3 separate regions of the Sus scrofa genome follow, and all the other regions are linked to region 2. A link is a contact called in public Hi-C data. All regions are on one chromosome and are shown on one strand. Each heading gives the region's core, a stretch centred on a gene start, on an enhancer-like site or on the middle of the called end of the contact. The rest is flanking DNA. Distances are from core to core; before and after follow the strand shown. Region 1 has its middle 71 kb from the start of LY86. Region 2 overlaps LOC102165101 (a long non-coding RNA gene). Region 3 has its middle 160 kb from the start of LY86.

Region 1 (4,596 bases), core at 1,245-3,744, 230 kb after region 2:
CTGGGGCAGAGGGGCATGGAAAACCGGGATTCCTGAGGTCCTGCAGCAGAGCCTGATTCCAAAGAGGTGGATCCTGTGTTTGGAGACATTTTAGGCAGAACTTCACCTATGGACTTCACCTCCACTTCCTTTTGTGCACATGCAGAGGAGGGATGTCTGATTTAAAACCATCTCTGTTCAAATAGGTCTAAAAGAGCTCTTTTAGCACGTTTACAAGTGCTAAGTGCCACGAAAATATCGTGGTACAGGCAGTGAGATGTCAGCATTTCCCCTTAAACAACAGTGTCTTACGCCAGTGGACTCAGATTCCGTGAAATACGGCAGGATTTATGTTTTCTGTTTCAATAGTCATCAATCTGTTTCTAATGTATTCATGGAAAAATATGTGAGCCATCTTTTGCCATGAAACTCTTGTTGAAATCTCATGGACGCCTCCCAGTGTTTCATAATTTAGCTAAAAAACCCTCTTGCTTTCGGGAGGGGAGTTTCCAATCCTTTAAGGCTAGGTTTCTGGGTGCATTTTTTTTCTTTTTTTTTCTTTTCGTTTTAAAAGTTTTATTGAACCTTGGTTTACAAGATTGTGGTCATTTCTGCTGTGCAATAAAGTGATTCAGTTATACATGGACACACACCCATTCTTTTTCACTGGGTGGTTCTTATTTTATTTTATTTTTGTCTTGTTAGGGCCGCACCTGTGGCGTATGGAAGTTCCTAGGCTAGGGGTTGAATCAGAACAGTAACGGCCGGCCGACACCACAGCCAGAGCAATGCAGGATCCGAGCCTCATCTGCAGCCTACGCCACAGCGCACGGCAACACCGGCTCCTTAATCCACGGAGCGAGGCCAGGGATGGAACCCGCATCCTCATGGTTCCCAGTCGGATTCGTTACTGCTGAGCCACGACCAGAACTCCCTCACCGGGTGTATTTTTGGTTAAGATTTTTAAATCATGGTTTTTGCCTCAAATAAATAAATACATGAAAAAATATAAATAGGCAAACAATCTATAAACAGATGAAATGTATAAATAAAGGAAATAAATATAAAGCGAAATTAAAATGTTTGCCTTGTGAAATGTGCTGTTTGGAGAACAAATATTCACTTGCTCCAAGGTCGCTCGGCTTAGATAAAAACCTTTAAATTCAAAAGCCTAAAACAAACAAAAAACAAACAAACAAACAAAACTCCAAAAAACCCCCCAAAACAAAAAACAAACAAACAAAACAAAAGCCTGGCCTGTCTGCTCTCACACTGACTAACTCGTGCTTAGGGACACGCACGACCTTAAGCAACCTTGATTGTACCCTGCGGACTTATTTATTAATCTATTTAAACAGAAAAACTTAATGTTATCATTGGCGTTGCAGGTGTATTTATTTATACTATCTTTCCTTTTGGAAAAACACTGTGATCATGTAACCTGTCACCTTTAAGGGACTCCCCACAGGCTCACAGGGGGGAGTACAGGTTGTATCTGGGCACGAGGAAGAGTTAATCTATTCTGGCTTGAAGCGCAGTGGAGTTTGGTTTTGTCCCAGGTTTGGCGGTAACAAATGCCTTCCAGAAAACAGACTCTTCGTTTTGGTGCCATATTCTTTCAGTCCTGGCACAGCCATGGAGCCACTGTGTCTAGGCTGGTTGACGTTCCCAGGCCAGGGGGAGATGGCATTTTCTTTTCCTTTTGTGGCTGCACCTGCCACATATGGAGGTTCCCAAGCTAGGGGTCGAGTTGGAGCTACAGCTGCCGGCCTACACCACAGCCACAGCAACGCCAGATCTGGGCTGTGTCTTTGACCTATGCCAGAGCTCACGGCAACGCCGGATCCTTAACCCACTGAGCGAGGCCAGGGAGCGAGCCTGCACCCTCACGGATACTGGTCAGGTTCTTAACCCACTGAGCCACGACAGGAACTCTAAAATGGCATTTTTAAGAAAGCAGAACGCAGATGCCTCCTGGTTTATGGACACCTGCCCCCACCTAAAACCAGCCCGCATCTGGGGTTCGGCGTCTGTGGGCCTTTTGCACAAACACACCTCCCCCTCCAAGCTTAAGCCCAGATGCTCAGGGGCCCCTGGTGGGGGGGGGGAGCCCAGAGCTTCCTCCCAAGTGCATGCTCCCCCACTGCTGAGCTCACAGCCACTGTCCCCACCCCCACCCAGGGGGTCTTGAAGGAGGAAGGTTTCACGCTTTGCAGCTGGGTGGCTCCCCTGTGTCAAACCTTTGAATGGTGTCCCCCTGCCTTCGAGGGAAATCAAAATCCTAAGTGGCTCCCCAAATCCGGCCTGGCCTCTGTGTGCCCCCCCAGCTCCCTCTCCATTCCCCCGCCCATCTTGTCACTCCCCCCACCCCAAATCTGACCTCAGTCCAGTCTCCCCCTTCCCCCAACGTGTCAGGCTTTTCCCTGGATCCCTGGTCTCTGCGCAAAATGCCCAGAGTGGGTTTGACTGGCTTTCAGGGAGTCCTGCGAACGTACTGTCCAAACTTCCTTGTTTTGATGGGAAAACACATTCCAGACCAACTTTCCAAACCACATCCGGGGCTGAGGGAGCCGTGAGCCAGGGCCTCCCAGGCTCTGTCACACGAACCCAGTTACACTGGGAGAGTCTGGGCCTGGCGGTTGCCTCCTGCCTCCTGCCTCCTGGGAGACCCTCTTGCAGAGCTTTGGAAGCTCAGACACAGAAGGCTGACCCATCTGGTGCCCCCGTTCAGTCAGGAAGGCATTTGGAATCGATCTGGGCAAAGGCTGAGCTCCAGGGCAGCTGTAAATAGTGCAGATTCTCCCCAGAAGCTGCGAGAAGAGCAAGCAGGCCCCGCAGCAGCCGCCAGGGTCGCCTGGGGCCGGAGCCGGCTCCTGCTCAGGGGCCAGCAGGTGGGAAGTGGTGTTTATGGCAGTGGCTTTTCCTCCAGTGGCTCCTATGAGTTCCCACCTTCTCTCGAACCTTGCAGGAGACCTTTCCTTTCCTGGCTTCCAGTGCGTGCTAGAGCTGAGGCTCGGTCTCCGAGTCGGAAGCCATAGAGGCAAGCATCTCCAGTCACTCATCCCACTCAGCAGGTGACTCTTTTTGGCTGCAGGGGAAGCAGCGGCCTGCTGGGGTAAGCCCTGGATGGTGGACCAGAGTCAAGGGCATCCCAGGTGTACAGACTCCCGGGGGGCGGGGACTGCACCCCCGCTGGACACTCTGGACCATTTTCAGGCAGATGGAAAAGAGAAAACCTCCAGGGGCATCTTGCTGGAAGCAAAGATGTGGCTCTAGGCAGACCTGGTGGGTGTGTGTAGGATGGAGGAGGAGCCGCGTGTGTGTGTGTGTGTGTGTGTGTGTGTGTGCTGGTTCTTTACAGAACCATGGGTGTGACAAGCCCAGGACTCGCTCAGCCTCTGCTGGTGAGTTTTCTCTGTTGTGTGGCCACTCCCTGGGCTGAGTGTCTGTAACCAGTTTCCCAAACGCTCAAGCCCTGTCCTAGGGACTTAACTGTCTGACCTCATTTCTCAGCCCTGGCCCCGCCCACGGTCCGGACTTTGCCCCTGCTTAACACCCCAGGAAACAGAGGCTTATGCTGCTTCTCCGAATCCTCAGGCCAGGTCCCTCTGTTGCCACAGCCCACGAGATCTTCCGCCGTCTTTTGTCTGGGCAGGGACTTGACGGAGCTGGGGGCCGTGTCCCCTGCAAGCCTGCAGTGGATGGAGGAGCCTAAGGGCCATTTCTGTTCTTCTCAATATGTTTTGAGCCACACAGTGAAAGTGGCTGGAGGCTGGGGTTTGGGGACGGGGGGGGACTCCTCTATCTTCTTTCCAGGATCACGTCCACATTCCGTCCGTCTGTGCTCTCACCCCGACTACAGTCTTTGACCCTTGGGGTCAGGTCTGGACTCTAAACAGCTTCCGCAAGCCTCCAGAGCCTACCGCTGTCTGAGCAGGGCCCTAGTCCTGTCTCTGAGAAGGTGGCAAAAATCCATTTCAATCAAACACATCCTGGGAAAGCCCATCAGACCTGTGCTTGCAAGAGGAAGACACGTGGGCATTGCTGCTGGAAAAAACCTTGTCTGAGTGGCTCAGGGCTCGGCCACAGCGCTGCTCCCTCAACCCCACCGCCTCCCAGCTTCTTGTTATTTCCTGCGGAATCCTCCAGCATGCTCAGGCTTCCTGGAGCTGGGATCCGTCTGGCAGCCCCGCTGAGTCCTTCCCCCGACCCCCAGGGCCCATCTGATAAGATAGGGGGCTTCAGTGTGTGTGGGGGGGCGGTGCTTACTCTGCTCCCCCAATGCACAGCTGCCTCCTGCTGCTGGGATGCTACTGACAGAGGGTCTGGCTGTAACGAAGAGAGTCTGACAACTTGTGAGGCACAAACATTCTTTATCTGCAGGATGAGGTTAGTTTCTGTTTGGGGCTGGTGTTTGTGTAAGTAGGAAATCGCTCTCCTAAGAATCAGATTAGGTCCAGGAAGCATCCGCTGGGCAATGAGAAGCTGATGGAGGCCGAGCGTCAGGGTTTTCTCAGTGGTCACGACTGCCACCTCCTGGCTGAGCTTGGGAACTACACACTCTGGACTTCCTGGAAAAAAAGAACTAAGATTCCCTCTTTATGAACTGTGTGTGGT
Region 2 (4,581 bases), core at 866-3,365:
CTGGCTGGCGAGCCCTGCAGAAGGTCTACCTGGCCAGGCTTGGACAGGAGCCGGGGAGGGAAGGCGCACAGCCAGGTGAGCCTGGGCTCTCTGGGTGGGATGTCTCCTTGGCAAGTGTACAGAGCTGGGAGTGAGAAAAGAGCCAAAGCAGCACCGGGGGAGGCGGGGGGACGAAGGTGGGAAGTTAGAGTCACTTGTCAGGACTGCGGGGAGATGACTTCCCTGGAATCCGGAGCTGGGAGGACAGGACTGGGGTGACGATAAAGACTTGGGAGTGTGGGGACTTGACGCTGCGGGTGAGATGCCCAGGGGAGAGCGTGGAGGGAGGAGGAGGGGTGGAGGAGGGGGTGGAGGAGGGAGGAGGAACTCCCATGTCCTCTTTTTAAAATCTAAACTTAGAGCTCCTGGAGTTCCCGTCGTGGCACAGCGGCAACGAATCCGACTAGGAACCATGAGGTTTTGGGTTCAATCCCTGGCCTCGCTCAGTGGGTTAAGGATCTGGCATTGCCGTGAGCTGTGGTGTAGATCGAAGACGTGGCTTGGATCCCATGTTGCTGTGGCTCTGGTGTAGGTCAGCGGCTACAGCTCCGATTAGACCCTAGCCTGGGAACCCCATATGCCACAGGTGCAGCCCTAAAAGACAAAAAGATGGAAAAGAAAAAAAACCTTGGCTCTCCTGCCAATGGTTAAGAATCCAACTGCAGTGGTTCACGGCCGCTGTGGAGGCGTGGGTTTGATTCCTGGCCAGGTGCAGTGGGTTAAAGGATTCGGCAGCTCAGATTCAATCCCTGGCCCGGGAACTTTCCTATACCTCGGGTGTAGCCATAAAAAAAGAAAAGTTAAATAAAAGCTGCAATCTAAACCACTGGTGTTCCACCTAGGTAACAACAGCATGGGAGACGTTTGGGGGCTGACAACTGTGTCTTTGTTAACTTTCCTGTGTAACTCTGTCAGAAGCTCTTTAAGGCTGGGGCTCCATTTTATTTTCTTGTTTTCTCTGATTTTTTTTGGCTGCGCCTGTGGCATGCAGAAGTCCACCTGCCAGGATGGAACCCACACCATAGCAGTGACCAGGCTGGATCCTTAGCCTGCTGTGCCGCCAGGGAACCTCAGGGACTCCAGTTTGTATCCTCGCCCCGCTCTCTCTGCATTAGTTAAACCCCTAACAACTTCCCCTCCAGGGCAGTGGGATGCCTAGTGGGAGATTCTGGGCCAGGAGGAACATTTTGACCAGAGGACAAAGTTCGTGGTCCCCTCAGAAGAGTCCTCTCTCTACCCATGTCCTCCTGCCAGCACCGGGACTCACTGAATCCACATTTCTTGGGTCTGCTCGGTGATCCCAAACCCTGATTCCATGAACAGCCTGAAAGGAGACCTCATTGGCTTTACCTCTGAAAACCTGTGGTTTTACTAAAAATAAGAAATGGGAGTTCCCGTCATGGCTCAGTGGTTAACGAATCCGACTAGGATCCATGCGGTTGCAGGTTCGATCCCTGGCCTTGCTCAGTGGGTTAAGGATCTGGTGTTGCCATGAGCTGTGGTGTAGGCCAGACGAGGCTCGGATCTGGTGTTGCTGGGACTCTGGCGTAGGCCAGCAGCTACAGATTTGATTAGACCCCAGATTAGCCTGGGAATCTTCATATGCTGCAGGTGCAGCTTAGAAAAGACAAAGAGACAAAAAGACAAAGAAAAAAAAAAAGAAATGGGTGAACACTTTTTTGTTGTTATTGTTTAAATAAATCGACACAAAAGCAACAAATAAAAATAAGCTGGATGTTGAAGCAGCATGTTGAAAATAAAGCACCAGGCTATTGCTTATTTGGGGAAAAATATTAAAATCCATGAATCCCATTGTAATTGGCGATCAGCACCAGGAAGCCTGGTTCGAGGCCTTCCATAGCGAAGCTGCTGGAAGGATGGCTGAGGGGTGTTGGAAAATGTTTTCTCTCCTGCTGGGCTTATCTGCCAGGAAAGGAGCTGCTTATCACGGAGGTGGATGTTTTTACCAGGCAGCCTCTGAACTTTAACCCACTGTTGCAACCGGGGTCACCGCCGAAGGGGCAGGAGCCAGGCCCCTGTGCGGATCATGTGACCAGGAGCCTGGTGTCAGCCTGGTGCTCTGACCTGCGGGCTGGGGAGAGGTGTCAGCGCCTGGTGGTGGGCCCTGGCTCGTGGACACAGGGTATGCTGCAGTGGGAAGCGGCGACTCCTGGGAGAGGCAAATGTGGTCCAGAGGGAGCAGGCTTTGTCATCAGGGCTTTCCTGGGGTGGAGGTGGTGGCACTCACCCTTGAACGGACCCATCCGGCTCCCCATTCTGGGTTGCATGCCCTACAGTCTTTGCCCAGTTGCTGGGCCCTGGCTGATTTTGCTCCTTGTCCAATTTGTCCTTTCATAGTGGCATGAACCAGGAGGTGCCGTCAGCCTGCGCCCAGGCGTGTTCGGCTCACAGAAGCTGCTGGAGTTCCAGTCTCCCAGCCCAGGCCTCTGTTTCAGGGCTGTGCCTCCCAACCGGGGCTGGCTTGGCCCCCCTCTCTCTTCGCCCTCCCCCTGCCATGAGAGTCCATCCCCCACTGCCAACAGCTCAGCGTGGAGAGTGGCTTTCTTGGAACAAGAAAGGGGGTTCCAAACCTCGCTGGGGGCGGGGGTATCAGAGCTGAGCGGATGGGTGTGTCCGTTCTGTGTCTCCAAAGCGGTCTCAGCCCCGCGGCACATGGCCAGAGATCGGATCCCAGCTGCAGTTGCCACCTGAGCTGGGGCAACGCCAGATCCTTAATGCGCTGTGCCAGGCCGGGATGGAACCCGCCTCCCAGAGCTCCCAAGACACCACTGATCTCCTTGCACCACAGGGGGAGTTCCCTGGCATGACATTTTTGGGTGTAGAGACATCTGAAGAAGCGGGAGGGTAAACTCCCATTCAGCATAATGTAATTTTCAATCCGAGCCCCGGAGCTCTCATCGCCTCTGTGCCAAGTGGTCAAGCTGACGGTTTCCACGACCTCAAGGGCACGTAGCTTTTTCACTTTAATTCGATCTTTGGTGGGAGGCACACGGGGGCAGAAAGAAAGATGCCCCACACCTGGCTTTTCCACTTTGTTCTGGGACAGGTGCAGGGGTGAAGCAAGCCTGGGGCGGGGGCGGAGCAAGCGGAGGGGCCGGGGCCCGTGCTCCGGGAGCCCCAGGGAGCTAAGCTCAGAAACAGCTTCTGCAGGTGCTTTGCCATCCAGGAGCCTTTCGTCCTTCCTTGCTTGTGCCAGTGAGCTTTCCAGAAACCTTTGCTCCACAGCGCCCACGCTCCCTTGCGTGGGTGCTGGCGTGATTGGGAAAAGGCGGGTAAAGCCTCGGAGATGCTGAAGGCAGAGGGGCCTCGGGGCACCCTCGGCCCAGCGCGGGAGCCCGCCCGCTGCGGGAGCCCTGGAGACCCGTGGCTGCCACACAGGCAGTGAGTCAGCATCCAACCTCCTGCAGGCCCTGCGAACCCGCCAGGATGCTCACCCCCTCGGGTTAATATGCACCGTCCAGGCGGGCCCAGGCAGAACCAGGAAGGGAGGCGTGGTGTCCCCTTCTCCCGGGCCCAGCCATTCGCCCAGTGTATCCCTCCTGAAGCTCATTTTCTCTCTCCCTACTGCCCAGGTGTTTAAGCGAAACACTGCAGCTGGCTTGCCGCCCCACCCCCCCCGCCGCCCCCGGGAGGGGGGCAAGTGTGTTTGTGATTTTTTTCAGAGGTTAAGAAGGGCTTTGGGGTCAGAGCTGGGTTAGAGGTCGAGGCCCACGGTCCACGGCTTTAAGGCCTTGGGAGGGCGGTTTTCTAAGCCTCCGTTTCCTCATCAGAGGAAAACAGACCCCACGGTGTGTACAAAAGTACCGAGGTGGGGTAGCTATTATCTTTCTTTTTTATGAATGGCTGTTTCCCTTGCCTCTTCCCCCAGAACGTGGCCTTCCTGCCACTGACCTAATAGGGGAACTTCTCAGCAAATGTGTCTTGAAGCATGTAGGTGGAATTCTATGCACATGGTGAGTGGTGCGTTTTCTTTCCCTGGGTGGTGTGAGAGCGGAGGGTGGCTGTGTGCACAGAGGTGGGGGACCACGCAGCAGGTGCTGTGCCAGGTGTGTCACAAGTGCTAAGGGGCTGCAAAGGGTCGAGTCCCCCCAGAGGGGCCTTCTTTAGTGATCCCACATCCCTTGGTGGGCCTCAGACACCTAGATTTTTTTTTAAGGGCCGCATATGGACGTTCCAGGCTAGGCATAGAATCAGAGCCGCAGCTGCCAGCCTACACCGCAGCCACAGCAATGCAGGATCTGAGCAGTGTCTGCGAGCTACACCACAGCTCACAGCAGCACCAGGTCCTTAACCCACTGAGTGGGGCCACAGATGGGATCTGCATCCTCATGGATCCTAGTCGGTTCATTACTGTGGAGCCATGATGGGAACTCCCTGAGACGCCTAGACTGTGAGTGAAGACTCCAGCCTTGGGGATTTGGGCAAAAGAGTGATGAAGTGGGGCCGTGTCCTGTTGCATCGCCTGTCCTTGGAGGCTTAGCACTCACTGACAGATAACCAGGCTTGGCCAGATGACTCACG
Region 3 (4,174 bases), core at 1,607-4,106, 140 kb after region 2:
ACTTATTAAGCACTTACTGTGTGCCAGGCACCGTTCTCAGGCTTTGTGGGGGCTGCCAACAGAGTGGTGCCTCGAGTGCAGACTCTTCCTTGGGGTTCCCCCTACCCCAGCCCACACCTTCATGTTCTTTGCACCTGAGCTTCCCCCTGGGCCACCATCCCCCTCACCGCCCCCAGGAGCAAGGAGTGTCTCTCGCGCCTAAGGGATTAGGCACGAACCACTGAGGGATTCAGCTCAGTCTCCCTGCTTTGGCACCAGGGGACCGCTGGTGGTTCTTGCTGTCACAGCTGTTAGGGCCAAGCGCCGTCTGGGAGCTGGATGCAGGTGGCCTTTGCCGGAGCATCACTTCCTGTAGCCACGTGGCTGCCTCAGGTTCTCGCTTCTGAAGATGAGACGGAAACACACCCGACCCTTGCTGGCACCCTCAGCGTTTTCAGGAATTAAAGACGCATAAAGAGGCTCTCATGGGCTCAGCTCCCAGCTGGCTGGGAGGTTTAGGAAAGTCCCTTCTCGGCTGGTGGCTCAGTGGCCTGGTGTGGCGAGGTCCCCAGGGATGCAGTGTAATTGGCCTAGTAGCTGGGAGTCTGGGGCCAGATGGGCACAGACTGGTGAGCAGGGACTTTCGGCTCGGGGAGGGCTCGCAGGTGCCACCACTTTCTCACGTCGGGAGGGCTCTGAGAGCAGAAGGGAACGCGCTCGGTCTGACCAATTAGGTGCAGTGCTACCTGAAGCAAAGGCAGAAGCTCAAGGTTGTTCTAGTGCCTGTGTCGCACTTCGGTTCCGTGAACCCTCTGCCTCTGCCTGTCGGTGGACCTAGGGCCTGGTGCAGAAAAGCACGATCTTGGTGTTTCAGCTTTGCCTGGACACCAGTGAATAGATCATAGCCATTCTCTAGGCAGATATTGCAATGGTAGGCTAGACTGAATTTTTTTTTAACGCTTTATTTTTTGCTATTTAGGGCCACACCTACAGCATATGGAAGTTCCCGGGCTAGGGGTCGAATCAGAGCTGCATCTGCTGGCCTACACCACAGCCGCAGCAAAGTGGGATCCGAGCTGTGTCTGCGACCTACATCACAGCTCACGGCAACGCCAGATCCTTAACCCACTGAGCGAGGCTGGGGATTGAACCTTTGTCCTCATGTATGCTAGTTGGGTCAGTTGCTGCTGAGGCCCAACGGGAACTTCCTAGATTGAATATTTAGCATTTGCTTATTAGCCTTCAGCCTCGAGGCCAAGTGCCTCAGATTGCCTTGCACATATAGTTTATTTATGAAGGCAAATCATAACTGGGGGTTTTGTTGGATTATGAAAATGGGAGGCCCTTTGAATATTGTGACAGGAGGTAGTTTGCATTTAACCATTCTTTCTAAGTTAAAACCTGAGGCCGTAAAGCCAGAAGTCAGAAAAGATTGACGTTTGGTTCACAGGAGCTCATAGACGGAGAGAAAGCCGCTGTGTCACTGTCACTGGGGACACTGGCAACTCTGCCGTCACATTCACCCAAGATGGGTATGTTTGGTGACTCTGGACATTTACTGAGGACTCATTAACCCTCTGATTTGCAACCCTTTGTCTTGGAAACCCCCTCTTTCTCAAGCCTCTCCCTGTTGTTGTTAAAATAGCCTGACGTTCTTCTGAGTGTCCCCAAGGGCAAGAGTGGATCGATCCCGTTTCAGGGTATCCTGGATCAAAGCACACGATGTTAAAGCAAAGTTCAAAGGACGTCGGTCCTGAAAGAAACACTGGGAAATTTTTGTTTAAAAAGAAGCGCATCGGGGAGTTCCTGTCATGGCACAGGGGTTAACGAATCTGACTAGGAACCACGAGGTTGCGGGTTCGATCCCTGACCTTGCTCAGTGGGCCGACCATCCGGCGTTGCTGTGAGCTGTGGTGTAGGTTGCAGATGCAGCTCGGATCCCGCGTTGCTGTGGCTCTGGTGTAGGCCGGTGGCTACAGCTCCGATTCAACCCCTAGCCTGGGAACCTCCATATGCTGCTGGAGTGGCCCTAAAAGCAAAAAAAAAAAAAAAAAAAAAAAAAAAAAAGAAGAAGAAGTGCTTTGGAGTTCCCATTGTGGCTCAATGGAGACAAATCTGACCAGTATCCATGAGGACGCAGGTTCGATCCCTGGCCTCACTCAGCCAGTTAAGGATCCAACGTTGCTATGAGCCGTGGTGTAGGCTGGCAGCTACAGCTCTGATTTAACCCCTAGCTTTGGAACCTCCATATGCCACACGTGAGGCCCTAAAAAGACAAAAAAAAAACAAAAAACAAAAAAACCCAAAAAAACAAAAAAAAAGAGCATTGTGAATCACCGGAGATGGATTTTTTCCATAAAGGGCCATCTGTAGATTTACCGCACAGACTCCGTGCCCTCTTTGCTCTTGGCATCCTACCGGCAAGAGACGCATTGAAGGCTTCCCCTTTGGGAGCTCCCACTATGCCGCAGTGCATTAAGAATCCGACTGCAGTGGCTCGGGTTGCTGCAGAGGCTCAGGTCCCATCCCTGGCCCAGTGCAGTGGGCTAAAGGATCTGGCTGTGGGGTAGATTGGCAGCTGTGGCTCAGAGTCAGTCCCTGGCCTGGGAACTTCCATATACCATGGGTGCAGCCCTCAAAAAAAGAAAGAAAAAAAAAAAAAGGAAAAAAAGGACTAAAGACTCCCCCTCTTAGCTGCCATTCTTACTTCCAGAAACTATGAAAACCATCTATCTGATGCCATTTGGCAGCAAAATCTGACCTGAACGCACTGAAAACTATTTACAGGACTTATTTCTCCACCCACCATGAATCTGCTATTTCGCTGCAGAAACACTCACGTTTGGAGGGCAGTGCCCTGGGTTCCCTGTGAGGGGTGTTTCATCAGAGATAGACTGTGCCCTGTCTTATCTTTCCAAACGCCTGAAAAACGGAATTCCGTAGTAGAGCTGCCCCCAGGATTCTGGTAAGGGCTCACAGACCTAAACCACGGCCTTCCCCCGCTCCGACAAGAAGATCAGAGCCTTCTTTGCTAGGTGATGGGACCCAGCCAAATGGCCCAGTTTGTCAAGCCTTTAGTCCCGCCACTGACAAAGGCTAAGGCGACATGATCCCACGTTAAACCCCGGACTCCAACGCTTCCTCTGGCCTCCTGGCGTCCAGGCAGCTCGGCCTACACAGAGGTGACCGAAGCCTGGGAGCTGCATTTCCAGGAACGCTTTCCTGACTGCCGTGTGGTTTGGGCGGGGGTCCTGGGTCCATGGGCGCCCAGGCTCCCAACGAGCGTGTTAGACCTCATGGCAAGTCCCCCGAGTCAGTCCCTCGTGAATCTGTCAGCCTTTCATTCACTCAGTCGCCACTCAGCGCGGGTGTTTTGGGATCTGGGTGTGTCTGATGTAGATCCTTGGCCAAATGAGATGGGGGAGCGTGGCGCTTGGACTTGATCAGGCTTTTCCCAGAGGTTTTTTTTTTTTTTTTTTTTTTTTTTTTAATAGAATCCAAGAGATGTTAATGGATTTTAGAGGAAAAAGATTTTTCTATGATCAAGTAAGGTTTTTTTTTTTTTATTTTGTTTTGTTTTTGTCTTTTTGTCTTTTTGCCTTTTCTAGGGCTTTCTTGCGGTATATGGAGGTTCCCAGGCTAGGGGTCTAATCAGAGCTGTAGCCGCCGGCCTACGCCAGAGCCACAGCAACGCGGGATCCGAGCCATGTCTGCAGCCTACGCCACAGCTCACGGCAACGCCGGATCCTTAACCCACTGAGAAAGGCCAGGGACTGAACTCACAACCCCATGGTTCCTAGTCAGATTCCTTAACCACTGTACCACGACGGGAACTCCAAGTAAGTCTCGAAGATGATGCGTTAAACAGAGGTAAGCAGGTTTCTTTGCGACAGCACACTTCTGAGTCATTAATAATGTAGCTTTCACAGCCAGCATCCAAAGGGGGCGTGGGCTTTGCCCAAGGAAGGCTCGCCTAAGGACCTCCGGGTCTCTCCCAGCTCAGATGAGCGCTGTGCTCCGGGGAGGCTGTGGGAGTGGATTCCGCAGAAGGTGGCCGAGCAGAAGGACCCTACACGGCCAGGGGAGGCATTGCCACATAGCCCGCCCGGTCTCTTGTCAAGGGTTGTAGGCGATGGGTAGCCTCTTGCAATGCAGTTTCATAGGCATGTCTTCATCCCTCCTCACACATTCCCAC

Evidence for each region. Hi-C and Micro-C count contacts between places; a contact is called where the count stands out from the background.
Region 1: a contact with region 2 is called in a Hi-C map of liver, with 9 times the contacts expected there. The contact joins two enhancer-like sites. A contact is called at or near these places in 2 of 47 Hi-C or Micro-C datasets (liver and retroperitoneal adipose tissue) and 1 of 2 datasets of contacts at active chromatin or transcription factors (alveolar macrophages).
Region 3: a contact with region 2 is called in a Hi-C map of liver, with 5 times the contacts expected there. The contact joins two enhancer-like sites. A contact is called at or near these places in 1 of 5 promoter capture datasets (liver), 2 of 47 Hi-C or Micro-C datasets (both in liver) and 1 of 2 datasets of contacts at active chromatin or transcription factors (alveolar macrophages).

Annotation. Positions count from the first base shown.
Region 1 is chr7:4,176,534-4,181,129 of Sscrofa11.1, reverse strand. No RefSeq gene overlaps it. Among named protein-coding and RNA genes, the nearest start is that of LY86, 71 kb to the right of the region's middle. Within about 2 kb of position 2,494, at least 39 of the 83 cell types and tissues checked have an H3K27ac peak or open chromatin away from gene starts, as enhancers often do. A contact at or near this core is called in liver, where this site is marked.
Region 2 is chr7:4,406,890-4,411,470 of Sscrofa11.1, reverse strand. All of the region lies in intron 2 of LOC102165101 (a long non-coding RNA gene), which reads left to right. Among named protein-coding and RNA genes, the nearest start is that of RREB1, 100 kb to the left of the region's middle. Within about 2 kb of position 2,115, at least 7 of the 83 cell types and tissues checked have an H3K27ac peak or open chromatin away from gene starts, as enhancers often do. A contact at or near this core is called in liver, where this site is marked.
Region 3 is chr7:4,264,138-4,268,311 of Sscrofa11.1, reverse strand. No RefSeq gene overlaps it. Among named protein-coding and RNA genes, the nearest start is that of LY86, 160 kb to the right of the region's middle. Within about 2 kb of position 2,856, at least 1 of the 83 cell types and tissues checked has an H3K27ac peak or open chromatin away from gene starts, as enhancers often do. A contact at or near this core is called in liver, where this site is marked.